Regions from separate parts of the Zea mays genome. Here all the other regions are linked to region 1. Evidence: chromatin contacts called from public Hi-C data. All regions are on one chromosome and are shown on one strand. The core of a region is the stretch at or near the end of the contact, and the rest is flanking DNA. Distances in the headings are between cores, read along the strand shown. Region 1 holds the start of LOC100278286. Region 2 holds the start of LOC103638146 (short-chain dehydrogenase TIC 32, chloroplastic-like). Region 3 holds the start of LOC103638144 (SPX domain-containing membrane protein OsI_21475). Region 4 holds the start of LOC103638140 (serine/threonine-protein phosphatase 2A 65 kDa regulatory subunit A). Region 5 holds the start of LOC100279811 (putative leucine-rich repeat receptor-like protein kinase family protein).

Region 1 (5,319 bases), core at 808-3,307:
CAGGAGGTGCTGATGATAAAGTAGTCATGTTCACGCTCGACCATCCAAAGGTTTGCTTATCTCTGTTCTGTCATGGAAGATTTACGCATCGATTAATTTTTCTGTATCAAATGAATGTGCAACACTGTGTGCTATGTGTTAGACTTTATACAAGGTTTGTTAATGGCATATAGACCATGTTACTGTGTCGCTATTCTGGTGTTAATAATTAAAAGGTTTTGCAGCTCATCACAAACATCTTCTTGATTTGAAGATGTAGTGTTTTTATTCCGTAGGAGTGCTTGGAAGTGTTTGGCCTGTTGCCTCGTTTTGTTGATACGATATTTCCTTCCGGTTGCAGGGCACATTTATTCTTAGGAAAGAAATAGAACTCGAGCGACCGGGTATTGCTGGCACAGCAATTCGTCCAGACAACAAGATCGCTGCAACCGCTGGCTGGGATCACAGGTTTTTCTCTGTTTTCATGTTTTTTAACTGTTTACTAGTTGTAGCAATCTAACCCATTTCTGATGGATTTTGGACTTGTGTGTCAGTAATTAAATTCAATGTTAATGTGGTTCGGGTGATCCTGGATGCCCAATGTCATCCCTTCTAGTTGTTGTTGTTGTTGCATCTGTGACCTTTTCGGTGGTTTTAACCTTGCAGGATTCGAGTGTACAACTACAACAAAGGAAATGCTCTAGCCGTGTTGAAGTATCACAGTGCTTCGGTATGCTACTTGTCCATCTGATTGCGTTCTGTATTTTCTGCAGGCATCTAATGTTAATACTTTCTTCCTCTTCGCAGTGCAATGCAGTGACCTTCTCATCTGACTGCAAGCTCATGGCTTCCTGCTCGGCGGATACCACGGTTGCGCTGTGGGACCTCTATCCCCCAAAACCCCAAAGCAAAGCGGACATCACAGAAACAGACGAGGCCTCCTGCTAGCTCATGTAGTTTGGGCCTTCCTGATACCTTCTGGCAGAATTTTGGAGCTTCCGTGCAATGAAAATCTGAACTTGTCGCAACAGTGCAAGCGATTTATTCTTTTTCGTCAAAGAAAAGAGTAAGTTATGATGTGCCTTCCACAGGGAAACGCAAACGTATGCATGCAACTGTTGTTAGGAACGGTTCTCTTGATTTCTTTATTTTTCATTGAAATTCTACTCGGTTTCGTGGAACAGTTGTAGTGTCTCAAGAGCATGAAATTGATTTAAAGGCAAGGCAGTTGAAGAACTGACTCTTTGAATACTCAGATGATTGATTTGAACAAATTTCTGCAAATTTCCAGTACACTGTACACCTACATTTGCTACTGTTCGATCCAATGGCAGTACTGAACCGGGATGCAGTTCTTGCTGTTGTGCATGTCCAGGAAAGAGGGTATCGTATCCCAATGTTCCATGTAGTTGGGGGGTTCTATTGCTAGAAAAGAACATTAGTCCTTGCTGACTCGGTGACTCCAATGCGATGCGAGCCCATGAACGACGGTCCTAACCTTCACGCGCAACAGCCGCAATCGCCGCTCGTTCTAGTTCTTTGGCGTCGGCCAGCCACGGCCGCCTCAACGCCGCCGTATCTTCAACGTCACTTGCGGCATCCGACGACGGAGCCGAGGTGCCATCGAAGGTGCCGTCGAACGGCGCCTCGCAGAAGGCCATCGCGGCCACGAGCCTCTCCACCGGCCGCTTCTTCGCGGCTGCGGCCAGCCTCGCCTGTGCCGATGACGCCACGTCTCCGCCGGCTCCGGCCTCGGGGACGTTCGTTGCGCAGGCGCGGCCTCCGGCGGCACCTGACGACGGGGACCTTGTGCCGTCGAACGGCGCCTCGCAGAAGGCCACCATGGCCGCGAGCCTCTCCATCGGCCACTTCGCGGCCAGCAACGCCAGCCTCGACGACGCCATGCCATACCCGCCAGCCTTGGGGACGTTGGTCGAAGATGAGCTGTTCCCGGCGGCAAGCGAGGACGCAGGCGAGGTGCCGTCGAACGGTGCCTCGCAGAAGGCCATCATGGCGACGAGGCTCTCCATCGCCGCTTTCTCGAGCCTGTTCGAGTTCGATGTCGATTGGTTTTGGTCGAGGATGAGACGCAGGCGGCAGGCAGCGTTTATATATGCATATATGGACGCCCATAGCTATAGTTTGTTAACCTGGTTTGGATTCCTGCTCGGACATACTCCGTACGCCTCAATATCGTGCGGACTCCTAAGCAGGTCCGTAGTTGTAGCAACAAACTTGTCTGCTGCAGAGTTTCTTTCAGATTTATCACGTTTCAGTTAAGTTCAGATTAGATCGATAGGTATAGAATCCTGTAAGGATTTAGTTTTAGTTTGCCAGGTTGTTTGCCGAGTCAATTCTCGGTATAAATACCTATGCCTCGTTTCCTTCAGATGACTTAAATGATTGCAATGATGAAGTCACTATTGTAGACTTCGCTTTCATCGCCTGGCAGTCAATTACTCCCACTGTTTTCTTTTTTTATTTGTCACGGCGACAAATATTCAAGGGCGGACTGTATAGAGAGAGGTGCATAAGGCTACTCTAGTGCAAGCATTGAGGGGACATTTTTTTTGGCAGAGAATGCATACAATTATGGCACTCAGTAATTCTTATGAGTAGCTGGGGCTAAAAAAATGAAATGACTGAATGATTGAGTTTGTTCGTTTTATTTCCTATGATGATGTCTATTTTTTAGAATGAATAACCCGTTAAAATAATTTCTTTCTCGGTAATTCTTCTTTTTCCGTAATGTCAATTTTTTTAAGTGACAACACCTAACTGGCCCATTCAATTTCAAGCATTTGAATTTGGAATAAAAAAGTATAAAAAATCGTTGATGTAAACTTAGGCATGTTTGGTTGATATAACCTACAAACTCACCGAGATTGAGCGTCTTTGATGTGACGACGGCATGGATGTGCAGTGATTCCTTGAGGACTAGTTTGGGAACCAAAAAATCGGAGGGGATTAGAGGGACTAAAATTCTCTCCTTATTTAAAATTATATAAGAAGGAAATTTTAGTCCCTCTAATACCCTCCGGCATTTAGATTCCCAAACTAGCCCTGATGTAAACTTAGGGTCTGTTTGGTTGGAGTTATAGTAAACGCAAACCGAAATGGAATTAATCTGTAACGAAATACTATGGTGCTGTTTGGTACGTTGATTTAGTGCCGTAATCAGTTAACAGAGTAATCTATTACCATTGCTTTATGTTTGATTAGACTATACCATAAAGGATTGCAGTGGGATGCAATACCAGCCAATTCAAAATCATTACCGTTGCCTTTTGATTGTTAGCCAATTCCAATCCTTCTTTTTGATCCCACGCTGCAACCAAACATAGACCGGTAACCGTTTACAATAAAGGATAGCAGGTGCAATAAGTTCCATTTCCATTACCACTACCGGTAGAGCGTGCTGATAACGTGTTAAGAACTATGTTACCACGGATCACCAGATCCGCTCCCTTCCCTCCCGTCAACAGTAGAGGCGCAAGAAGCTGTAGAGAACCCGTCTCCCTTCCCATAAGTACGACAGAGGAAACACACGAGACACATGATATAGGGTTGGGCCTCTGGCCTCTTTCTAATCTCTGTATTATGAGGGGTGTACAGGTTCTTTATATAGAGATGTGAGACCCCTCAAGGGCAAAGCAGGTATTTGCCCAAACGAGATGCTATGGACCAGAGCCAACTCCCATGGCGGCTGGCGCTCCCGGTTGCTAGCCGTACAAACCAAACAAAAACAATGGTGTTGAAGTGTGGCGGGAATGGTTATAGACCAAAATAGGCCCGGACCAAACACCGTGTTAAAAGGTGGAGAGAATTGCAGGCTGGGTGCTGGGCTTAGCGATGGGCCTCGATGACGGGTTGGAGAAACAGCGCGGCGGGTTGTCGAAGATGTACGGCTAATTGCTGAGGTTCCACGCCAAAGATATGTAGTGTTCTTAAACTTTGGGCCAAATCTTAGGGTGGACGGTGGCCCGTTTGGCCCACCCATGTTGCCTTCTTTCTGACTGGAAAGGGAAGCAGATAGTACAGAGTGATCAGAATTCATTCACTCAAGCCGTCCTTCCGTTGGTTTGGTTAGAGAATACACTCCTTCCAGGTTAAACTATTCTTTTCCATCCGCTTGCACTCCTCCTTCCAGGTTAGAGAATACTACACTGCTCGTCCCGTACGTTCTGAAACAAGATCATTCGTTTAGAGCTACTTACGTATCTAGACAAGCACTTCGTCCAAATACAAATACGCGGCTAGATCAGCTCCTGCCTGACGGAGGAGGAGTGCATCAGCGCAAGAGACGGCACTAATAATAATATAGCTCGATCTCCCGTTTCAGCCTTCCAACAGCCAACAGGGGTAAAGGTAGGTAACGCAAGCACAAGTAGGTATGCGACGCTTCAACGTTTCTTTTCTTTTATATCTAGCTGCATGTATGCAGGTTCTTTTATTCAGAGTCACTGACCAGTCTTTCTTAGCAGACAGCAGCAGATGTCATTATCTCAAATTCACCGTCGCTATTGCTACCAAACCAAACCATCTTTCTAGTAAACAAGCACACACACACACGTGTGTGGCGGTAGTCAAAGCCTGCGAAGCTTCACAACTGTCCCCGAATCCCGATCACTTCTCCGGACTCGTGTACAATCAGAACCGGTCAAAGCGCTCGTCTCCTGTCCCGGAGCTAGACGTAGCGGTGTCCAGGTTCAGACATGGCAGGCGCCGCAAGAACTGCGCGCACCAACCGAAACGTTTCTAAACTATCGTCAGCAAGAACTGCGCACGGCGCACCAACCGTTCCAGCTCTGTCCGGAAACGTACTGATCTCTCTACCCCCCCCCCCCCCCCCCCCCCCCCCCCCCATCCCAGGTTGGGTTCGTGTCACCTCTGTTCGTCGAGCTGCAGCTGGAGTGTGGGACACTTGGACTGGACCGGACCGGACCGGATGCTGAGCTTTTTCAGATGCCCCACTCGACTCGACGACCGGTTCCTTGTACGGACTCGGACTTGCCCGGGCGGCAAGGAAACGTACGTTGCAAGAGTTGAGATGTCTGACGCCGCAACTGCGAAGTAGAGTTCTCCTCTTTATTTGTGGAGGAAAGAAGCACGACATTGTTCTCCTATAAGCATGAGAGGTCCCCGGATAACGATGCTGACATGCTGTGCTACTAGTTTTTTGCTAAACAAAAATGACAGCAGGTTAAGCACACACGTGCGTGCCCTGCCCTATACCATCAACCTAGAGACCATGCAAGAACTCGAGGTTCGCCGTGGCCGGGAAAGATGGCGTTGGGATGAGAAAAGATACAGTGAAAAGAAAGAATGAAAAGATTTGTG
Region 2 (5,319 bases), core at 909-3,408, 1.0 Mb before region 1:
GAGCCCGGGTACCCTGCATGACGGCCGGACGGTCCGTGCTCTAGGGCCGGACGGTCCGCACGTGCGCAGGGGGCGGCGGAAGATCGCCGGCGGCGCCTGAATCTCGCTCCCGGGAGGGACCCCGTCGGGGAGGAGAGATCCCAGGAGTTGTCTAGGCTCGGGCCGGCCGACCTAGACTCCCCTAATCGACGTAGAGTCGAGGAGAGGCGGAGAATTTGAGGATTGGAATACTAAACTAGGGCTAAACTAGAACTAAACTAGAACTACTCCTAATGCATAAGGTAAAAACGAGTAATAGACTTGATTTGTTCGATTGTTGGGGGTTTTAATCGGCCGTAGCCCTTCATCTATATAAAGGGGAGGTCTGGATCCGTTTCCAACTGTTTCCCGAGTTAATCCCGCGGTTTTAGGTAACAAATCCCGCGAGAAACTAGGAACCCTAACTGACTCTGCGCGCGCGCGGACCGTCCGCGCCACCACCGCGGACAGTCCGGACCGCGGACCGTCCGGCCTCAGGGCCGGACCGTCCGCCAGACTCATTTTAGCCTCCAACACCCTGATAAATTAAAAAGAACGGAGGGAGTATTACAGTGTCATTGGCCAGACTAAAGTACCTGTTAAACGAACAGGGAAAAAGAACGCCAAATTGTGACAGACCTTATCCTGATACTATTCTGAATTCTGCAAAAAAAAAATGAGAATATAATTTGGCATAAAACCCGTATCCTATTATTAGTGTAAGGAGATACTACTATCTTTTTGCGTCAAGGAGATCTTCATGGGACTTTCTTGCAGAAAAAAACGCCAGTGGATCGCAGGACAAGAGAAGATGGGGAGCTGTACACTTCACTCCCGGTCTCTGTTTGTTTATCCAGAAGGAAGGTGTGCGTGCGTGTGTGTGTTTTTGTCTGAACGAAGTGCAGAATCAAATACCCGAACACAACCGCATGATTTTCACACGATGTTCATCAGGATCTTGCGCAAGAGTAAACCATGACCTGGGAAATCAAGGGAGGAGATTAAAGATACAGAGCACATAAACAACACAACGCAATCATCGAACAACCAACTTCTTTTTGTTACTACTACAACCACGCCCCCCTCTTATAGCTTATTTAAAAAAAATCTTTTTTTATAGTACTCGTTCCGTTCTCAAATATTTATCGCTCGATAGCTTATTTTTAAGCTAAAACGTGACAAATAAAAAAAACAGAACCACTCACACTCGCATAAACAACTCGAACAAAATCTCCGCGCAGATGCAAAGACCCCCTACCCCCACCCACCATAACTGCTGGCCTGCTGCTCTTGAGATGCAGTCTCCATCAGCTCTTTTTTTCCGCCATCTTTTTGCATGGCCGTTTTGAATTTGTTTTTTTCCGCAAACGTGAGCCGCCTCTTTGCTCTGCTCCCAACACTGCCGCTCGCTCCCCCACCCACCACCACTGGGCCTTTCTATTTAAAACTCGACAAACGTGCAGGCCCAACTGAACCCAAGCCCAAATCATGTTCAAATGATAGCGGTCCTTTTAAGGCCACAAGAGGAATTTCTCTCTCTCTCTCTTTAATTTTCAAATAATTAGAGCCAACTCATCACTCGCTAATGCGTGCGTGGGGGGGCCTTTTTTTTCCCGGACGGCGACGCGCGTGGGGACGGAGCACGCACGAGCTGAGGTCCTGAGGACACGCCGGCCATCCCCTCCCCTCCCATCGATCGACCCAGAAGGCGACGCCGGGATCGCACGGGTCGTCGTCGATGGCGCCAACTGAGACGACGACGGCCGTTCGAGTGTTGTTGGTTGTTTTGTTGGTCGTCGAGCCGTCCACATCATCATCGTCGTCGCTCTCGATCGTACGTACGCACGCTGCCTGGACGATGCAACATCCGATCGATGCAGGCCTTAGCTCTCGGGCGTTTGTTTCGCGTCGTGCGTGTACAACTTTTAAATCAGAGAATAAAAAGCTTGTTGGCCTAGATTTGACAGGTAGGCTGTTGAGCCCATGACACGGACGGTGCCACTAGCTAGGCTTGCTCTTGTATTATTGTTCCCCGGCCCCCGTACCGTACGTGCCAGCAAATAAGTTTCATTTCTAGAAGGAAGAATAGCGGGGCGTCGTCCAGCAGTGTCACTGCCACCTGCACCTGCGAGGAAGAAAGCAAGCTAGCGCCACTCTCCTCTCACTGCTCTAGCTATTTATACCCCCGTGCCTTGCGTCTCCTTCCTCTAGAGTCCTCCACCCCACCTTCCCTACCTATCTATCCTACAGCGGCTAGTCTACTCAACTCTGCTCTGCTCGCGCGGCGATCGAGGCACCGTCGTCGCCACCATCAGCGGCTAGCACCGATCGAGCCACCGGCCGATCAGATCGGCCGGCCCAACGACCATGCTGGCCTCGCTGCGGTACCTGGCCGGCACGGCGGGGCCGAGCGGCTTCGGCTCGCGGACGACCGCCGAGGAGGCCGCGGCCGGCGACCTGCGCCACGTCACCGCCATCATCACGGGCGCCACGTCGGGGATCGGCGCGGAGACGGCGCGGGTGCTGGCCGGGCGCGGCGCGCGGCTGGTGCTGCCGGCGCGGAGCCTCAAGGCCGCCGAGGAGGCCCGCGCGCGGGTGCGCGCCGAGTGCCCGGGCGCCGACGTCGCCGTGCTGCCGCTCGACCTCAGCTCGCTCGCCTCCGTGCGCCGCTTCGTCGCGCGGTTCCTCGACCTCGGGCTCCCCCTCAACCTCCTCGTGTACGTGTGCCTGTTCACCTTTCTTTCTTCATGCTGCTGCTGCATCCATCAGTAATGAGTCCACCTGCCAAGGCAGCAGCAGCAACAACTGCGGCTAACTTACATGGACTGACACATGGTTCACGTGCGTGCGTGCGTACGTACAGCAACAACGCCGGCAAGTACGCCGACCGCTTCGCCGTGTCGGAGGACGGCGTGGAGATGACCTTCGCCACCAACTACCTGGGCCACTTCCTGCTCACCAGGCTGCTGCTGGACAAGATGGCGGACACGGCGCGGGCCACCGGCGTCCAGGGCCGCATCGTCAACGTCTCCTCCACCATCCACAGCTGGTTCCCCGGCGACGGCGACGCCCTCGGCTACCTCGACCGCGTCACACGGAGGAAGATGTGCGTGTGCTCGCTCCGTGCTGTGCTAGCTAGCTCGCTTTTCCCCGTCATCTCGTTCATCAGCTAGCCTCTGACGACTGACTTGACTGGCTGCTGGCTGACCTCACCCCAATATATGCAACAGACCGTATGATCCGACGAGGGCGTACGCGCTGTCCAAGCTCGCCAACGTCCTGCACACCAGAGCGCTCGCCGACCGGCTCAGCGAGATGGGCGCCAACGTCACGGCCAACTGCGTCCACCCCGGCATCGTCCGGACCCGTCTCATCCGCGACCGCGACGGCCTCATCACCAGTACGCCGCCACCGCTTTCTCTTCCCTTCTTCCGTTCTTCTCGTCTACTTTTTCCCTGAGCACGACAGAGAAGCAGATGTTGCTTCCATTGCCTAACAAACAAGACGAAGACGTCCTCATTCTCATGCCATGTTCACTTGCATGCAGACACAGTGTTCTTCCTGGCGTCCAAGCTCCTCAAGACGATTCCTCAGGTCAGTAGTCGCCACCCGTATGACGAATCGTCCGTTCCTCTGCCCCTGTCACATATATACGCCGCTCTGTTCCATTTGTCTGTCCGATCCGAGCTCGGAATGACGAAAAAGCCCGGTCCCTCCATTCCATCCAGGCGGCCGCGACGACGTGCTACGTGGCGGCGCACCCGGCGGTGGCCGGAGTGTCCGGGAAGTACTTCGCCGACTGCAACGAGGCCTCGCCGTCCAGGCTGGGCGCCAGCTGCGAGGAGGCCGCCAGGCTGTGGGCCTTCTCCGAGAACGTAACGGCAGAGAAGGTTCAGAGGACGACGACAACGACTGGTGTCCATGTCGCTGTCGGCACGGGACTACTCCGGCCCCAAGCTCATCAGAGCTCCGACGCGGACCGCGCCATGGCCCTCGCGGCGTAGCGGCCTACAGATCCGCAAGTTTTGATCGCCGCCCGATGTGTGTGTGTGTGCCCCTGGTCAGGTCACACATCCTAAAACGTGGACAGGTAGTATCAGTCTCGGAAATGAAAACCAGAGCAGATAGTCAGTAATTAAGCTAGTGATGTATAGTAGAGTATATACAGAACACTAGAACAGAAAAAGAAAAGCAAATGGTAGTGTATGCCTTACAATATAATCCAGTGTACGTAGCCTTATGACTACCTGTAATATATATGAATCATCCAGTTAAAAATGCACCTCAGCACAGTTTTCTCCCTATCGTCCATGCGTTGCACTTGCACTAGATTAGATTAACACTAAGAGCAAGGTTTTCAACTCCACTAGCCAAGGACAATGATTCCATCCAATCGCATGCACTAGATACTCTCCCTTTGGCCGCTTGCAGTAGTGGGCTTCACTATTTGCACGTCATCTCCAATCATGCCTGGCACTGGCATCAGATAGATGGCTTGTTTCTAGCTGAAGGAAAAAAAAGAAAGAAGAGGGACCATGGATTTGGTCCTCAGCGACAACAGGAGCAGTTTGCTGAGTTTATGCACGGCGGCGGCACGGGTGAATGGATAAAGGTAGCAGCAAAGGGGAAGAACAAAGAAGCTAAGGTTAAACATGCATGCATGTAGGGATGAAAACGGTCGGAAACGGTCGGTAAACACTAAAACCATTACCGTTTTCATATTTTTTATCGGAAACAAAATCGAAAACGGTAACTCCGGAAACGGAAACGATATCGGTATTTCGGAAACATCGGAAACGAAAGTTTGGTGCGGAAAATACACCGGTAACGGTCGGAATCTAAAATACAATCGGTAAATATATCAAACTTCATAATACAACAAATTTGACAAAAGATCACAAAGACCACAAGTTCACAATTTATGATATAACAAGTTCATAATATAAAAAGTTCACAAGGATCACAAATTTATAATATAAAAAGTGTACAAAGATCACAAGTTCACAATATAACAAAGTTTACAGTATAACAAGTTCATAAAGATCACAAGTTCATAGACTCAAAGTTCACAATTCACAATATCCACTCGATCTAGCTGACATGGCATGCTTACTTATGAAATATTTTTTCCTCACATAAAAAGTTTTTCACAACCTCACAGGAAAACCCTAAAACCTAGTGTGTGGAAAAGATCAAATCGTTAATCTCAACTGCCTTACAAAACCATCTATCCAAAAAAATCTAAAGGTGTCCAAAAAATACAAAATAAGTAATCCTTATCTAGAGACGTACAGGCGATGC
Region 3 (5,319 bases), core at 1,823-4,322, 980 kb before region 1:
GACCTCCAGCCGAAGCATCCAAAATATGACATCCGGGTAGCAAACGCTATGATCAAGGCGTACATTACCGAGGGCATGCTTGACAAAGCTGTCGCCATGAAGAAGCGTGCCAAGATGCGCGGCGGAAGGCTGAACGCCAAGACATGGGAGATCTTCATGGAGCATTACCTCAAGACGGGGGATCTCAAGATGGCCCATTGGTGCGCGGACCGCGCGATGAAGAAGGGGCACAGCAGCGGCAGGATTTGGGTGCCGCCGCCCGCCGTGACGGAGACCCTGATGAGCTACTTCGAGGAGAACAAGGACGTCGATGGGGCCGAGCGGTACGTGGGGGCTCTGAAGAAGGTGCAGAAGGATCTGGGCGCACCGGTGTTCGAGCCGCTGGTGCGGACGTACGCTGCCGCCGGGAAGAAGTTCCCCGGGATGCGGCAGCGGCTGAAGATCGAGAACGTGGAGGTCGGGGAGGGGACGGCCCAGCTGCTTGACTCTATCTGCGCCGATCAATAGGTGGTTTTCTTTTGTCCTCGCCGTTTGTGTTTGTCTCAATAACAGCAGGACCGTTTCGAGCGCTCGGCTATTTGCTCTGCAAGCGCTGTGATGCCTGTATGTACTCTGAAATCCGGCCAACGTTTCTGTTCTTTTCGACATCATCAGCCCAAGCACGTCCTAGAGGCGGTGGCAGCGTTGGTGGCGGCTGCTATGCGATGGGGGCACCACCTCCGTTGATGTATTGTCTGGTGCGGGACTGCGAGTGACCTCTGAGGCGGGGGCGGAGAATAACTGGATCTACCTAACGTCGGAATGGAGACCTGCAGGTCCATTTGAAATTAAACAGAAGGTTGGTAAGAGTGTGATGGTGCTCATTTTGCGTTTTAGAGGATCCATACTTGCATGTAGCCAAAGAAACTATTTTAGTACCTTTTTTCCTTGTACTTTTTTTTTGTCTTATTGCTTTGCCTGGAGCTACTTGAAATGCTCCACAGTTATGTCCTCTTTTTAACTGAGATGTCGTTGGCCTGAACAAAGGATGCTTGACGCTTCGAAGTCACACGCAATGATAAATTCAGTTTGCAGCATCGCGATGCATTTGGACGCTCATTTTACTCCTTGAAAGCTGATACTAAGTGTCACGCGATACCTATTACGATAGGGTGGATCTTTTTCCCTTTGTCTCGTGGTCCTTTTGTGGAGCTGACAACTTATATGAGCTGCGGAATCAGCAGGAGCGTTTTTCTCAGTGGATGGTTAATATTTTGATCTCAGTAGCAACTCACTGAAACCAGAAATGACAGCGGTGTTGAGAAAATGCCTTGCTGTCAGGTTTGGAATTTTTTTTAAAAAAATATGTGAGACCGTCGACAGGGGATATAAGAATACAGAAGAATGGAAATGAGTTGCTGGCAAGTTTGACAAAAACAGCAGACATGGTCTTGGTGGCTCAGCTGGAATTAATCACCAAAAAAAACAGTTTAGCTGCCATGTGAATGACAATGAAACTGACAGTTACAAGTTGGGTTCATGCATGTCTTACGTCAAGGATCGGACTCCCCGCTAAACTGTTCTTTAGATGGCCCTCCTCAATCGAGCACGTGTTTAAAGGAAAAGTCAGGATCTATCTCATGGGCGTTCCATCATGTGCTTAAGAGCAAATATAGCGCACAGACTAACAGCATGGGTGCACCCTTTCATGCCATGCCAGAGAGCAGCATTGCAACATGGTGTCGACAGAAGACAGCAAGCAGTGCTCCAAACTCGGTTCCGAATGATTGGAGCCTGGCAGCGCAATGATTTGCATCGAGATGGGTCCCCCGCCCTCCTTTTTGTTATTCCCTCCCTGCGTTCTTTTTTATTCGTCGCGTAAACTTTTCTGGTCACTGACTAGCTAGGCGAGGTCGTGAAACAAGGCAGTAGCCGTCCCGTCCCGTCCAGGTCTCGATCGCCACATGACATGACACTCGGAGAGCGAGGCAGCCAAGTCGACGCCAGCCAGCCACATGTGGCCACGTACGGCGCCCCGATCCGATCCCATCTCGCCGAACGCTGCGGGTCCGGGCCGGCACGGCGAGCAACACGGACCGAGGCTGCGGCGCAGGAGCAGCAGCAGCACACGTCGTCGGCGGGGAGCAGCAAACGTATGGCACGCTGCCTTGCTTCTCTTTGACGCCGCCCGGCCGCCAATCGTTTGTTGCATCGTGCGCGCCGGCATCGCGACCGAACCCGAAAGCTCCATCATCCAATCCACCCATGCATGCCTTTTTGCTCATGCTCATCCGGTTCCTGTCGCGAGCCGAGATCGAGTGCAACAGCGCTGTGATGCGACGCGACGCGACACGACGGAGGTGGCACTGCCGCGCCCGCGCACCGCAACTTAATCTATGCGCGCGCGTGGTTAAATTAGTTAATTAGAGGCAGACCGGGTCGGTCCGCCTGTTCGTGTCTCACGAGTCACGCCTGCATCTGACCGATCGACCGTCTACGTTCTCCTGTTTTCCATGCCCACTCACCACTACTCATGGCTCGCGTCGTCGATCGCCGTTTGCGTGTCGCTGTCCCGCGTCCGTGCCGGCGTGCCGCTTCGTTCCACTTCCTTCCAAGTCGGCACCTGCGTCTCGCCGCTCGCCGACGACGAACTGCCGCTGCCACCGTCGAGTCGGCAGCGGCGGCCAGGCCAGGCCTGCCTCGCCGCGCTGCTCGAGCCTCGAGGCTCCGCCAGCTCCTGCTCGTTTACCCATCCTCCATGTCGGCACCTGCATGCGACGACAAAGCACGGGGCGGCGCCACCAGCCACGTGTACGGTACGGGGTACGAGGGCCGTCCACAACACTACACCAGGCTTTGTCTGTGCTTGGTTAAAACGTTTTGGCAGCACCGCAGCAGTAGAGGCTGTTCGTGTCATATTAAAGCCGTCGGTTTAGACTGCTACGGCTGTAACAAAAATTACAAAAAAAACGGCCAATTCGCGGTGCGAACGCACGCACGCGCGCGCACCGCCAGCGACCCGTGCCGCCACTCGCCGAGTCGCCGGGCGCCGGCCGGGGGCTCACGGCTACCGGCTCTGCAGCCACCCCGCGTCCACGGTCCACCTCTGTCTCTCTCTCGTTCAGCGCTCCAGCTCGCTCGCCTGGCTATTCGGCTATAAATACTCGCATCCCGTGGCTCTCGCGCCCCCTCCACCCCTCCCCTTCCCCTGCCACTCTCCGCCTCTGGCCTAGCGCCCCCGCCCGCTCGATCCGCCTAGTAGGTAACGGCGAGGCTCACCGCGTCCGCACTCGCCCGTGAATCCGTGATTTCTCCCACCTTCCTTTCAGCGCCGCTCTCCCACCTTCCTTTCAGCGCCGCCCGCCGTCCTTTTCGGTACGTCGTTGCGCTCATTCAGTATTTCAGTCTGGGGCGGGTGGGTTGCGCATGGTTCCGGTGGGCATCGGTGGATGGACAACGACCTTCGCTGAGGAGGGAGTGTTGATGTTCAGGGGGCAGCGTATCGGATGGGTTCGCCCCGCCCCGCCCCGGAGAGATTCATTCAGTGCCTTCGGGATGATCTCTGCGCTTTGGGTCGTCTGATACCATGGGTTTCCCGGCGAAGTGGCGGTGTTGGGCCAACAACAGCAAGCGAAGCCTGGTCCCGTGTTACAGTTAGATGTTTTTTGATTCGTTGGGTCTGGGGTTACAGTTGTACGGAGATCCCATCCCCTACCGCGACGCGAGGACACGGCTCCAGAATCCAGTCCTTCAGTCTGAGCGAGATCCAGACCTGATGAAACCCGCTGTGCAAGTCCTTTCGCCTCTATCCTTGGCCTCACCTTAGGGCCTAGGTTTGTTTGTTTTGGTAGGATGTTGTTTACTGTTACGAGAGGTCCCCGACTGTCGCTCCGGTTTTCCATTGAATTTTAAGGTAGGGCATGTCTCAGGATGGGGGGTCTGTGCGATTATGTGGGAGCTGTAGCTTGGACCCAATTTAGATCTGTCCTCAACTTCAACTTCAACCCTCAAGGTTGTAGACACTTACAGCCTTCACTGTACCCGAAATGCTTTGGGTGGTTTACAGATTATAGATTTTAATATAGCTGCACGGGACCTTTATGCCCACTCTTCTACTGTCAGCTGCATGTGCATCACAAGTTGATGCGAAGAACAGTATTAAATGGGCAATCCACCGCATGATTGGTTGGCAAGTTGTCATTGGGTAACACAAAATGAACTTTGGCGACCTGTCGTCGTCTTTTGCCCCGAGAGATTGTGACACGAAAAATCAAGTTGCGGGTACCAAAGTTTATTTGTGGTTCTCTGGAGCTGCTTCTCTCTTCAAAAGGACTAGTAGATAATAAGTCTGTGGCTGTGCCTTGCCTTGTCGTGGCCAGTAATGGTCTCTGAGTGCTCTATTGCTAGAGACATATACGGTGCTTTAGGTTCTTCGCACGTGGAGTAGCGTGCACAGATTAGATCATCTCAAGATGGATTGTACTCGTGTTGTCGTGTGATTATTTGTAGCTTATGTTGCTTTGTCCCATGTAAAGCGGTACTGAGTTTTACAGCTGACTTTACGCTAAACTGAAAACATATGTCCAGAGAGAGAACCTTGCTCGGTGACATTTTTATTTCTTTTTATGGCACTCACATCACAGCAACTATCATTGATGTGTCTTTTTCTCTGTCCGTTTCCGATGCTGACACAATGCTACTTTCATTGGCAGATCAGTATTTAAAAATCAAGATGGTTAACTTCGGGAAGAAATTGATGGCAGATCAAATTCCAGAATGGAAAGGGTACTGTTCACATCTGTATAAGATTCTGCTTATACTTTACAGTGAACCAATCTATATTACTATAAAGTTATGGGTTCTCTGAATAGCATCAACTTCCAATTCATTCAGTGGCTTACCTGTTCTTTTTTTTAAAAAAAAAAATCTTACGTGCATTTACTGAACAAATTGATAACCTGGTAATGAGCATTGACATTGGTCAACCTTGATTGCCTTGTAATGTCATTTGTGGCCATGCTGTTTGTAGTTTTGACACGTCGTGCTTTGTTAATCTCTGTTTAGTAGTATTTGTTTAGTATTACTCAGACCCTGTTTGAATGCACTAGAGCAAATAGTTAGCTGCTAAAATTAACTGAAGACATCCAAATAACCCAACTAATAGTTTAGCTATTAGCTATTTTTAGTTGGAGACATTCAAACACCTCAGCTAATAGTCCAACTAACTATTAGCTACACCATGAACTAACCATTAGTTATTAGCTGGTTCAATCTAACTAATAGTTAGCCAACTATTTATTAGTTAGCTAATTCCACTAGCAACTTTTTAGTCAACTAACT
Region 4 (5,319 bases), core at 2,101-4,600, 660 kb before region 1:
TATTTATTTGCTCCAGTTCTGTTGTTTTGGATTTGATATCCAGTATTTGGCAGTCACTTCAATTTCAATGTAAATGACCCTTAAAACTTCAACTCCTAGTATTTGGTTTCCATTACCTAAGTAACCTTAGCTAGGACATGTGGAAATTTTGCTTTGTATTTTTGCTTCTTGATGTGTCAATTCCGTGCTCCATCATTTCTGAAGCAGTTTTCAGCCATATAGGGCAGGAGCTGTCATCACTAAATTAGTCAAGACGCCACTTTACCTTTTCAGCTTTTTTGGTGACCACTAGTGATTGTTCTTTGCTTTACCGCAATATGACCTTTATTTCTGTCATCTGTATATAGCGGTTGATTTTATAGAAGACAACTCTAGATGAGCTGTGTGCAGTGCACTGTGCACGGATCCTATTTGATAGGGCATTATCTGTATAGGTGTTATTGATTTTTAATGCTGAATTATTCTTTTTTTGTTTTAGACTTTTATCTATATTTTATTGATGCCAATTCTCTGTCCAGGGGCTACTAATAAACCTCAAGAATTGGATGATGCTGTTCTTCGAAGGCTGGTAAGATCTATTCTGACATTTAAATGGTGTGGTGCTGTTTTTTTGTTGAGGACCGGGTGCTAGAGCCCGGGCGGTGGAGGTGGCCTTGGCCTTTCACCAGGTCGGGGGTTCGAACCCCCGATTTCTCACCAAAAAATCCCCTCGCTGCCCCTCGCCCACTCTCGGGGAGCGGCTCGGCTGTGGCCGCCTCAGGCCTGGGGTGGGCCTTTGCAGTGTGGACAACCTGAGACGGCCCGTTAGTGACAGGAGGGCAGGGTTCGGGGGTTTTCTAGGACAGGACCATGGTTCGGGTTCCATCTTTATCAGAAAACCGGGAGGGCGGTCTCCCCGTCCCAGTTTTTTACTGTTTTTTGTTGGGTTCAGAGTTTGTTACGCATGGAAGCTATGCACCTGATTCCTTAAATACCTTTGCCTCAATTTATTGCATTAGCCTTTGTGAGAAATTTTCTGTAACTGAGAATGGAAAAAACGACAGTTAGAGGACTAGTTACAATAGCAACTTGAGTTTGTCAATATTTTTTAGTGAAGTAGATGGCTACTATAAAGGATGATTGATGATGCGACATGCAATTCATTGGTACTGTAGCACCATTATTCTGTTCTGTTACTGTATTAGTCAGTGAATGGGTCAGGAGTTGATAGATTGGCCTTGGGACGATTGATGATTTGCTGCACACTTATTGTCTCATTAATACCCTACTATGTTGCCTTGCTTCTCTATATCTTGAATACCACTGTTTTGATTATCCGATAGGTAAAAAGAATATATGTGCCACTACCTGATCCAAATGTACGAAGGTTACTTCTGAAAAATCAGCTCAAAGGACAATCATTCAAACTGTCGAGTAAGTGCTCCAGTTCCCAGGTTTCTCTTGATAACTGCTTGATCGTAGTGGCTGTATATGTAGGACAGCCTTTTTTTTAAAAAAAAACGTTTGGCACAGTAGCTAACCTGGAACTGGTTCCTGACAGACCATGATTTTGAAAGACTTGCTGTGGAGACCGAAGGTATTGTGTTTCCTTTCGAGTATGTATGGCTGTTCTGAAAACATGGGCTATGTGGTCCTGGTTCCTGACGGTTTTGTTTGTAGGGTATTCTGGAAGTGACCTGAGAGCCTTGTGTGAAGAAGCTGCAATGATGCCAATAAGAGAGCTCGGTCCACAAAATATTCTTACTATCAAAGCAAATCAGGTACGGGTTTTAAACAGTCTGAACATAAAGTTCACTCGTTCTGAGTTTTTTTCACTGTTAAAACAGAAGCTTAAATGGACTTCTAGCTGTAGTATCTTTACAGATAACATACCCTACATAAGTGGTTGTTTCCCAGCGAAACTTTGGAATGTCAGTGTACGAAGCACTTAACCCTCGGTTTCTAATCTCGTATCTCCAGCTGCGACCTTTGAGGTACGAGGACTTCAAGAACGCGATGACGGTGATCAGGCCAAGCTTGCAGAAGAGCAAATGGGACGAGCTGGAGAACTGGAACGAGGAATTCGGTTCGAGCTGACGGAGACGCGCGCTGCCTGATGATGATGATCAAGCGGCCCTATTTCCAGATGTACATGATTTATGTCTCACACACACATGGTGGCTTACACACACACACGCGCCCATCGGCCATCGATGCGTCCTCAGTCTGGACAGCGCGTCTTCAACAGAAGCAGAAGGTACAATATAATGCTGGGAACAGCCCTATATGTATACCCATTGAAATGCCGCTGCCCAAGTTATTTAAAAAAACAAACCTCTAGTGTGTGTTATTATTAGCCTATAGCTGCTCTGGGCCGCCGAGGGCGAAATCGAAGTATCGTCGGGCGTGTTCGGCAGGCTGCAAGCCGACACTGTTGCAGCTGTTTGGACTGCTGCAGCTGCAATCCATAGAGAGAAAAATACTGTAGAAGCCGCAGCCGCAGCCGGATTGCAGCCGCAGCAAGCCGCAGCGAACAAGCCGGTCGTTGTGTAAAAAGAAACACAAAACCTACATGCTTAATGACTCGTATATGTGTTATTATTAGCCCATAGCTGCTCTGGGCCGCCGAGGGCGAAATCGAAGTATCGTCGTTGTGTAAAAAGAAACACAAAACCTACATGCTTAATGACTCGTATATGTGTTATTATTAGCCCATAGCTGCTCTGGGCCGCCGAGGGCGAAATCGAAGTATCGTCGTTGTGTAAAAAGACAAACACAAAACCTACATGCTTAATGACTCGTATATATTTTAACAAACAGTTGAAATTTAGGGTGGTGTCGCTGCAAGCTTGAGGCACGGAGCCGGCTGTCGGCCGATTTGTTGCTCCAGCCCCTAGGCAAACCCCAATAATGACGGGTGCGGACACGTTTGTGTCCAAATTGTTGTGGGGGAGGGGGTTGAAAGGGTGTTTAGGTGTGCTACCAAACGCAGATTAGGCTATTTCTAGCAGTTTACTCATCTTCTATTTCGCCTCTACTCTATAAACAGTAGTCTGTCTACAGTGCAAAAATAATCATTGGACATGGCCCCTTGTCCTGCAACTCAAGAAGCTAAACGTGGCGAGATGCAGGCACTGCTCGACGCGCAGTGCTCTGCCGCCTCTGCGTATTGCCACTTTGCCAGTGAGACGGGTGCTGGGCCTCCATGCCGCCTGAGTTTTTCCTGGGCTCCAACCCCAAGCGAAGTCTCCCTCCCGTCCATAGGACTAACAAGAGCGGATCGTATCTGAGAACGGGTCGACCGCCCTTTCAGGCCCAGGCCCACTTCGCACGCCCCACAGGCCTCGACATCCACTGCGTCCCCTCCTCCCCCGTCGCATTCTGCAGCGCCAGCTCGCTCCTCGCCCCGCCCCCTTCTCTCAGCGGCGACGCCTCGGGCGTTCCTACCCTGCCCCCTCTCCGGACCCCCACGCCGTCGGCGAAGCAGCCGGGCAAGAGCCCGATCCAGACCCCGCGAGGTCAGTTCAGATCCTGCTCCTCTTCTCCCTCCCCCTCCTTCCACAGCTAGATCTGCGCCCCTCACCCCGCTCGCTCGACCACCTCCGATCGCCACGCCCGCACCCTCAATACCGCCGCCGCTGCTACCGTCGTCGGTCTGGAGCTCAGGCCTTCTTCATTCGCGCGTTCACGTGTGGTTCCCCTCCTAGATCTGGGCTGTTGTTTGGTCGATTGCGCTGGTTTTGTAATGATTGCGACGCCCTAGTCTGAGTTCTCTTCTCGCGGATCGGAGGCTGTGTGGCGTTGGTTGCTAGGTACGTCGGTAGCTAGTGATTTGGATCAACCGTTGCTCGTGGTGTGTCGTAGATGAGTAGATCGCGTGTGGCGTCTGTTGCCCGTCTCGTTGTGCGCATCAGCTATTCACCTCGTTTCGTCGTATCGAAATTCGCTCATTTATTCAGGATCCGCGAACGTGCAAATTTAATTCTGGAGCTGAATATGTCGTTACATAGATCAGATTTCAGAAACATCTTCTCCATGCCGCCTGAGTGAGAATGAAAAGCAAACAAACAAGAGGAAATCTATAAATAGAACCCCCTGGGGACCCCAAACGACCAGATCAATTCATGCCAAATTTTACTTGGAGCATTTGCCTGAACTTGATTCAATTTCTCAGAATGCTCGGATGCCAAGTGATGTTGTTTCTTTCCTGGAACCATATTTAATAGGCATCTTTGCGGGGCATTTTTTTTTTTTGCTGGATCAACCAATTATTATCGTTTGAACTGAAGGCCATGTCATTTTTAATTGGGTAGTTGAGACTCACCTCCATAGATGATGTTATGGAATATTTGACTCTTCGAAGTAATCTGTGATGTTCTACTTGTCAACATGAATTTGTTAATTTTATTTGGATCATGTGTATGACAGTAGTATTCTTGTGTTGTTCAAGAAAGCCAATCCCAGGGAACTTTTAGTTATATAAGTTTGCAATAGTTTGGTGCATCTATTTCTTTGGTTATGGCATCAGAGATCTTTTTTTTTGTATATTTTAACCAAACGTTTGTTTCTATTCTGCTTCTATTTGTCTAGAGCATCTCTAACGGTGCCTTAAATCAGTGCACTATTTTGAAATATAGGGCTCAACTCATAAAAACAGCTCCAACAGTGCCTATTTTACAATCTTTTACGAAAAAATATAGGGCACACCATGAAGTGACCCAAATATATTACACCCCAGATTAGTGTCCTATCCTTAATCTTAAAACTCGACCTGCGGGGGGTAAGACAGCCCCCGGGCATTGTATTAAGAAGACCTTCTCACACAGGTCGAGAAAACCCCCGAACCCTTGCCCCACCCATACACAGCGGCATCGAAGCCCATGTGAGAACGACCACGGCCGGGGCTGAGCCCTAGACCTGTGCTTTGGCGTGGGACAAACGAGGGGATTTTTTTAACCACAACCTGAAATTCGCTCCCACGGGGGAGTCGAACCCAGGACCTGAGGAGTGCTACTCAGACCACCTAACCAACTCAGCTAGAGGCCCTTTCACGTCCTATCCTTAATCTTTTCTTTCCTAATAATGTAATGTAATTTATTTACTAAAATATATGATTTAGGGCTTAACTGTTGGAGTCCAAGTTGTTGTTAGTGCCCTAAATACTTTAAATGATGTAGCATTTTAATTTTTGGGGTAGTTGTCAGGACCTAAGGAGGCCCACAGAGGGGCTGCGGTAGCAGCAGCCATGGGCCCTAAGGGGGATTAGATAAGGATAGTTAGAGATAAGATTAGAAGATTAGTTGAGATTATCTAGGAAGGTTATCAGTTAATAGTTTGTTG
Region 5 (5,319 bases), core at 1,250-3,749, 560 kb before region 1:
CCTCTATTTTCCCGAGAGTGGTTGGTTCAACTCTGTACGGTCCGGTGCGCCATTTTTCAGCACACTCAATCCTTTTGCTCCAATTAAATTGTGTCCCTAACTTGATTTATTTCTTGGTTTATGTTGAACCTTATGCACTAAGACATGAATTCTAGACAAAGTAGTTAGTCCATGTGTTTGTGTTGGTCGTCAACCACCAAATTAATAATAGAAAATGGTTAACCCTATTTCCCTTTCAGTGAGGCGGGACGGCGGCCCCATGTTATCATCGCGTGAGGACGGAGGTGGGCTGCGCATGGGAGGAAGGTGGGCCGGTACGGGCAGAAGTGGCCCACGATAAGGTTTCCTTTCTCCTTTTTTTCTTTTTCCTTTTTTCTTTTCTTATTTTATTTCAAAATTTCAATTTTGATTTAAATTCAAATCTAGTTTTGGTTCATGAAAAACAAATGCAACAAACAAAGAAATCAGCATGAGATGCAATATCTTTATAGATATACTTATTATATTAATTGTTTCATTCCCATTATTTTAGGTAAATGCTTCAAACATGCCTCCCACATTATTTATCACAAAGAATTTCATTATTTTGAATGCAAAAAATTAGATTGAGGGTTTATTCAAAGTTTTAGTATTTATTTAGTTTAGGAGAAGTTAAAATACAATATTTACTATGAATTAGTTTGATTCCAATATTTTTAAAGAGTGCCTTAATCATAAAGTTGTGAAGGGAATAAATAGATTGAAAATGTTTGTTTTATTTATTGCTTCAACTTTTAGTTTTAAGTTTTGGATCTAAGTTTTTAAAATACCAGTCTCTTACTATTATTATTCATTTAATTTAGATAGATATACCTCATAAATGAATGAAATTATTATTGGAAGTCATTTTATACTCAGATCTTGGAGAACTCTTTAAGTCACCAAAATGTGATTTTGGGTGTTACATTAATGAAAGTTCGGGTTTTATTATTCATACTTTCATTTATATGGACTTTTAAGAAAAATTTTATTAACTAGAAAGTTGTCTAGTCTAATTTATCACAAATTGTTTTCTACGAGAATATGTATCTTTACCAAAAGAGAATATCCTAAATATGTATTGTCGCGTGTTAGATGTACCAAAAGTAGATGTTTGAGTCGAGTACTCCGTAATATACAGTCTGATTGGATACCTGAGCACGACCGTGCAAGCTCCCGGGAGGGTGGCTGTGTGGGTACGCCAGTTTTAGGCGTTTCTGCGGATATAAATGAAATGACTTATGTTTCATCTGTTCGTCCAGGCCACGTCTCCCGTATACAGTTAACCAAACAGTAGCTCATATAAAGCCAAAGCACACGATGATACAGAATAAAATGATGCCAGCAACCAATCAAACTGATAATGTACCCGTCTAGCTTCTCCCCTTTGCATTAATTCTCTTCCTGTCAAGAAGAAAAACAAAAAAAAATTCTTTGTGGAACTGCAAACCCTAATAATAACTAGTACTCAAGCAGTAGTACTAGTCCCGTGGAGCCACCAGCACATGCATGCATATGGTGTGGTCTAAACCTAAGACCGGCCAGCTGGGTCCTTCAACCATGACTAATTAACCAATAATAATTGAGGGAATGACCATCTGCTTGCACCTCCCCCTCAATCATAAATCCTTTAGGCCTTGTTCGTTTGTGTCGGATTGGTGGGTTGGAACGATTCCAAGCCGGATTGCTTCTCTAATTTATATAAACTTTGATAAGCCGGAACAATTCCGGGTGCAATCCGATGTAAACAAACAAGGCCTTAGCATTTCCCTTCACGAGCCATCCGTACATCGGCCATGGCCCATGGGCGACGGGTCGTACGGCTTCACTGCACGGCTGGTCGTGGTCAGGCCCGGCCGGTGGGTGGTGACCGGTGACCACCACCACCACGACGAGGAGGACACGCCGGCGCCGGCGCCGGCACGACGCGACGCCGCTCTCACACTCACAGCCGCGGCGTGACCCTGTGGTCACACGGTTCAGTGTACGCGCAGCGCGAGATGCTGCAGCTCTGGACGGACCACGGCGCGGCGGCCACAGAGTTCCCGCGCCCGGGCACGATCCCAACCGACTGGCGGGTGGGTCCTTCTACGCGCGCTCTTTAGCCCCGCTGACTGGTAGGCCCAGGATTGTGCGATCGGCCAGGCTTCCGTCTCTGACAGGTGGCGTCCACGGAAGGTGGGACTATCGTGTCATTGAGGTCCCAGGCGCGACCGCAACAAGCCAAACGGTGTTGGAGGGGTTTTGATTTTTGAAAAAAAAAACTAAAACGAAGGCCCACGGGCCCCTACGAGCTACACGTCTGCCAGGGGCCCAGTTCTGACATGGTGGGCCCGGGACCGTCAGCCTTAACAGCTTCCCCCTCCGGCTTCTTTCTCTCTCCTACCACCACCACCACCCTATGCTAACAGCTAACGCTATGCTCTGATCTTCCCCTATCTCTCCTCGCTGCGCACAGAGCAGCGGCTGCCCCCCGAAAGCAACCACAGTCACGTCGCTATCGCCAGCGCCACCAGAAAAACGCATCCCACGCAGAACCCCTCGCACTCCTACTCCCTCTCTGCCTCCCTTTCCTCTCCTTGTGCCCGTCGCATTGAAATGGAGCAGCAGCAGCAGAAGCACTTGCGCCGGTGCTAGCTGCGACGTGAGCCCGCAGCAGCCACTGCCAAGGACTTCCTGGCCCGCCCGGCTTCGCTGTTGCCGGAAAGGCGGTGGCTTTGGGGGAAGCAAAAGCAAGCGACGGTTGCGGAAGGTTCTTGCGGATTCGCGCGCGGGAGGAATGGCAGCGCGGTCGTCGGCGGCAGCGGTGGCGGTGCTGCTTCTTGCGGCTGCGGGGGCTGCGGCGGCAGCAGGAGGAGCGGAGGGCGATGGGGACGGCCAGGCGCTGATGGCGGTCAAGGCGGGGTTCCGGAACGCGGCAAACGCGCTGGCGGACTGGGACGGCGGCCGCGACCACTGCGCCTGGCGCGGCGTCGCCTGCGACGCCGCCTCCTTCGCCGTCGTCGGCCTGTGCGTGCGCTCTCCTTGACCTCTCCTCCCGTACTCTAGAATCTTCTCGCCCTGCTCCCTGCATTTGTTGCTCCGCTTGGCTTCTTGCCGTGTTTTTCTTGCGTTCTCGATCACGAGGAAAGACTGATTTTTTTTTTGAGTGGAGTGTGGTGGGGAGACAAGAAGCAGAGGACCCCATGTATCATTAGTTCTTTCTTTTCCGCCATCGAAGCATGTTTCGGCCATTGAAGTTTTGTCCTCAAGACACTCCTTGCGTAGTACTACACCATATCTGTATGGCGCTCTGTTTTTCATGCTCATTTTGTTGGGGATAAGTAAAAGGGTCGTTTTCTATTTGTTTGCTGGAAGAAAAAGAAGGATCTTCTGATGAGATTGTTTTATGTGCGAAAAAACAGGAACCTGTCAAATCTAAACCTCGGAGGGGAGATCTCGCCGGCTATAGGGCAGCTCAAGAGCCTACAGTTCGTGTGAGTGGATGGCTCGGAGGACCGTACAGTTTCCTGCATCCGCCTCAGATTTTGTGCATTTGACTATACGACCTGCATCTCTGTTTTTTATTAATCCTACTACACCTCATCTGATTTGACCCCTCGTGCCATGATGTGACACAGTTCCTTAGTACTATTTTATTTAGTTTAAGCCTACACATCCTAGATTTGGCTTGCTGATTAGTTTATTTGTGTGCTAATGATTTGCTCGTGCAGGGATCTCAAGCTGAACAAGCTCACAGGCCAAATCCCAGATGAGATTGGGGATTGCGTCTCCTTAAAATATTTGTACGCCCTTAAATCAAGCCAAGTCTTCTTTTATAGTGTTACCACCTTTTCGCTGTCGATGAGCTATTTTTAAATTGGTTTCTGTTTTTTCTTGTCTCTGCAGGGATTTGTCGGGCAACTTGCTGTATGGAGACATCCCCTTCTCCATCTCTAAGCTCAAGCAACTTGAGGACCTGTAAGCTCTAGCTCTATCCATTCCTGTTTCCTGACTGCCTTTTACCAAGAGCTCTGACTTTTCAAGATATGGTCACTTTTACATCCCACATATAACTTAGTGGGTACAGTAAAAATGGGAAGCAGTTGCATATGCTGCAGTCATGATTATCTCGTGTGATGCTGACATTTTTTTATGGTGCAATAAATTTGCATGTCTGTGGTTTGTGTCTTGCTAGTTGCTACCTACTCCACTCAATTTTATGATTGCTGGTTTTGTGACAATTTTATCTCCTTTCTTGACAGGATTTTGAAGAACAACCAACTCACCGGACCCATCCCCTCCACACTGTCACAGATTCCAAATCTCAAGACCTTGTGAGCTTCCTGGGACCTTTCTCCATCCGTGACGCTTTTACTTCTTTCGTGATTGTTCGACACATTTGGTTATTTATGTTCTGTTTGTTTCACCCACCTTTAGTGCTCACACCAAAGGAATTTCCTTTTTGTGTACTTTCTTTTCCACCTATCATGCTGTCTTGGTAAGGAAATGTTCGTCTGTTTCTTTGTATTAGGGATCTGGCGCAGAACAAACTTACCGGCGACATCCCCAGGCTCATCTACTGGAATGAAGTACTACAATACCTGTAAGAGCTCGACATCAATTTGTTTTGCCCACTGCAGAAGATGTTTTCGGGTGATAACATTTCTGTTATCTTGGTTCCCCAGAGGCTTGAGGGGTAACTCACTGACTGGAACTTTGTCACCTGACATGTGCCAACTGACTGGCCTGTGGTACTTGTAAGTTTACTACACTGCTCCATTGTAGGTCCTGATGCATAAGCTGCAGCTTGATCTTATTGACATTGGTTGTCTTCCATATATGCAGTGACATAAGGGGGAACAATCTCACAGGAACAATTCCAGAGGGCATAGGGAACTGCACTAGCTTTGAGATTCTGTATGTTGGTTCTGGCGATTCTGTTGGTGCTTTGGTTCTCCCTAGTTTAGTAGGATGCTATGATGCGAATTTTTCTTTGTATCTGGCATGCAGGGATATTTCATACAACCAAATCTCTGGAGAAATACCATACAACATAGGTTACCTTCAAGTAGCCACACTGTAAGTCTTCCTGATGTCTTGAATTCTTCTTTAATTCAGCAGACTTGTGTACTCATATATGTACCATGCCGTTCTTTGTTTTGATCATTGCATTGTTGTTTTACAGGTCACTTCAAGGAAATAGACTGATTGGCAAAATTCCTGAAGTGATTGGCCTCATGCAGGCTCTTGCTGTCCTGTGAGTACAAAAAAATGACACTTCAATCCATGCTTATTGATTTCTTTATCTTTACTAGCCTA

Evidence for each region. Hi-C and Micro-C count contacts between places; a contact is called where the count stands out from the background.
Region 2: a contact with region 1 is called in a Hi-C map of tassel, with 3 times the contacts expected there. The contact joins the promoter of LOC103638146 here to the promoter of LOC100278286 in region 1. A contact is called at or near these places in 2 of 25 Hi-C or Micro-C datasets (ear and tassel).
Region 3: a Hi-C map of leaf shows a contact between it and region 1, with 5 times the contacts expected there. The contact joins the promoter of LOC103638144 here to the promoter of LOC100278286 in region 1. A contact is called at or near these places in 4 of 25 Hi-C or Micro-C datasets (bundle sheath, ear, endosperm and 1 more).
Region 4: a contact with region 1 is called in a Hi-C map of tassel, with 3 times the contacts expected there. The contact joins the promoter of LOC103638140 here to the promoter of LOC100278286 in region 1. A contact is called at or near these places in 8 of 25 Hi-C or Micro-C datasets (bundle sheath, ear, endosperm and 3 more).
Region 5: a contact with region 1 is called in a Hi-C map of leaf mesophyll, with 6 times the contacts expected there. The contact joins the promoter of LOC100279811 here to the promoter of LOC100278286 in region 1. A contact is called at or near these places in 10 of 25 Hi-C or Micro-C datasets (bundle sheath, ear, endosperm and 3 more).

The regions. Positions count from the first base shown.
Region 1 is chr9:25,422,371-25,427,689 of Zm-B73-REFERENCE-NAM-5.0, reverse strand. It overlaps LOC100278286, which reads right to left and starts at 2,057. Exons shown (of 1, transcript NM_001151609.1): 1 at 1,240-2,057. The coding sequence starts at 2,009. The coding sequence ends at 1,473. It overlaps LOC100281713, which reads left to right. Exons shown (of 14, transcript NM_001368085.1): 11 at 1-50; 12 at 341-447; 13 at 646-709; 14 at 787-1,233. The coding sequence ends at 927.
Region 2 is chr9:26,422,351-26,427,669 of Zm-B73-REFERENCE-NAM-5.0, reverse strand. It overlaps LOC103638146 (short-chain dehydrogenase TIC 32, chloroplastic-like), which reads left to right and starts at 2,158. Exons shown (of 5, transcript NM_001346975.1): 1 at 2,158-2,735; 2 at 2,882-3,124; 3 at 3,249-3,418; 4 at 3,566-3,612; 5 at 3,747-4,320. The coding sequence starts at 2,386. The coding sequence ends at 4,022.
Region 3 is chr9:26,404,053-26,409,371 of Zm-B73-REFERENCE-NAM-5.0, reverse strand. LOC103638144 (SPX domain-containing membrane protein OsI_21475) reads left to right here and starts at 3,072. Exons shown (of 11, transcript XM_008661125.4): 1 at 3,072-3,354; 2 at 4,692-4,764. The coding sequence starts at 4,712. It overlaps LOC100382384, which reads left to right. Exons shown (of 3, transcript NM_001175129.1): 2 at 1-507; 3 at 655-1,075. The coding sequence ends at 507.
Region 4 is chr9:26,083,187-26,088,505 of Zm-B73-REFERENCE-NAM-5.0, reverse strand. It overlaps LOC103638140 (serine/threonine-protein phosphatase 2A 65 kDa regulatory subunit A), which reads left to right and starts at 3,350. Exons shown (of 13, transcript NM_001347218.1): 1 at 3,350-3,497. LOC100273408 (AAA-type ATPase family protein) reads left to right here. Exons shown (of 13, transcript NM_001147845.1): 9 at 519-568; 10 at 1,323-1,413; 11 at 1,541-1,576; 12 at 1,660-1,760; 13 at 1,960-2,310. The coding sequence ends at 2,076.
Region 5 is chr9:25,979,593-25,984,911 of Zm-B73-REFERENCE-NAM-5.0, reverse strand. LOC100279811 (putative leucine-rich repeat receptor-like protein kinase family protein) reads left to right here and starts at 2,499. Exons shown (of 26, transcript NM_001360998.1): 1 at 2,499-3,027; 2 at 3,423-3,494; 3 at 3,732-3,803; 4 at 3,907-3,978; 5 at 4,263-4,334; 6 at 4,532-4,603; 7 at 4,686-4,757; 8 at 4,846-4,917; 9 at 5,011-5,079; 10 at 5,186-5,257. The coding sequence starts at 2,798.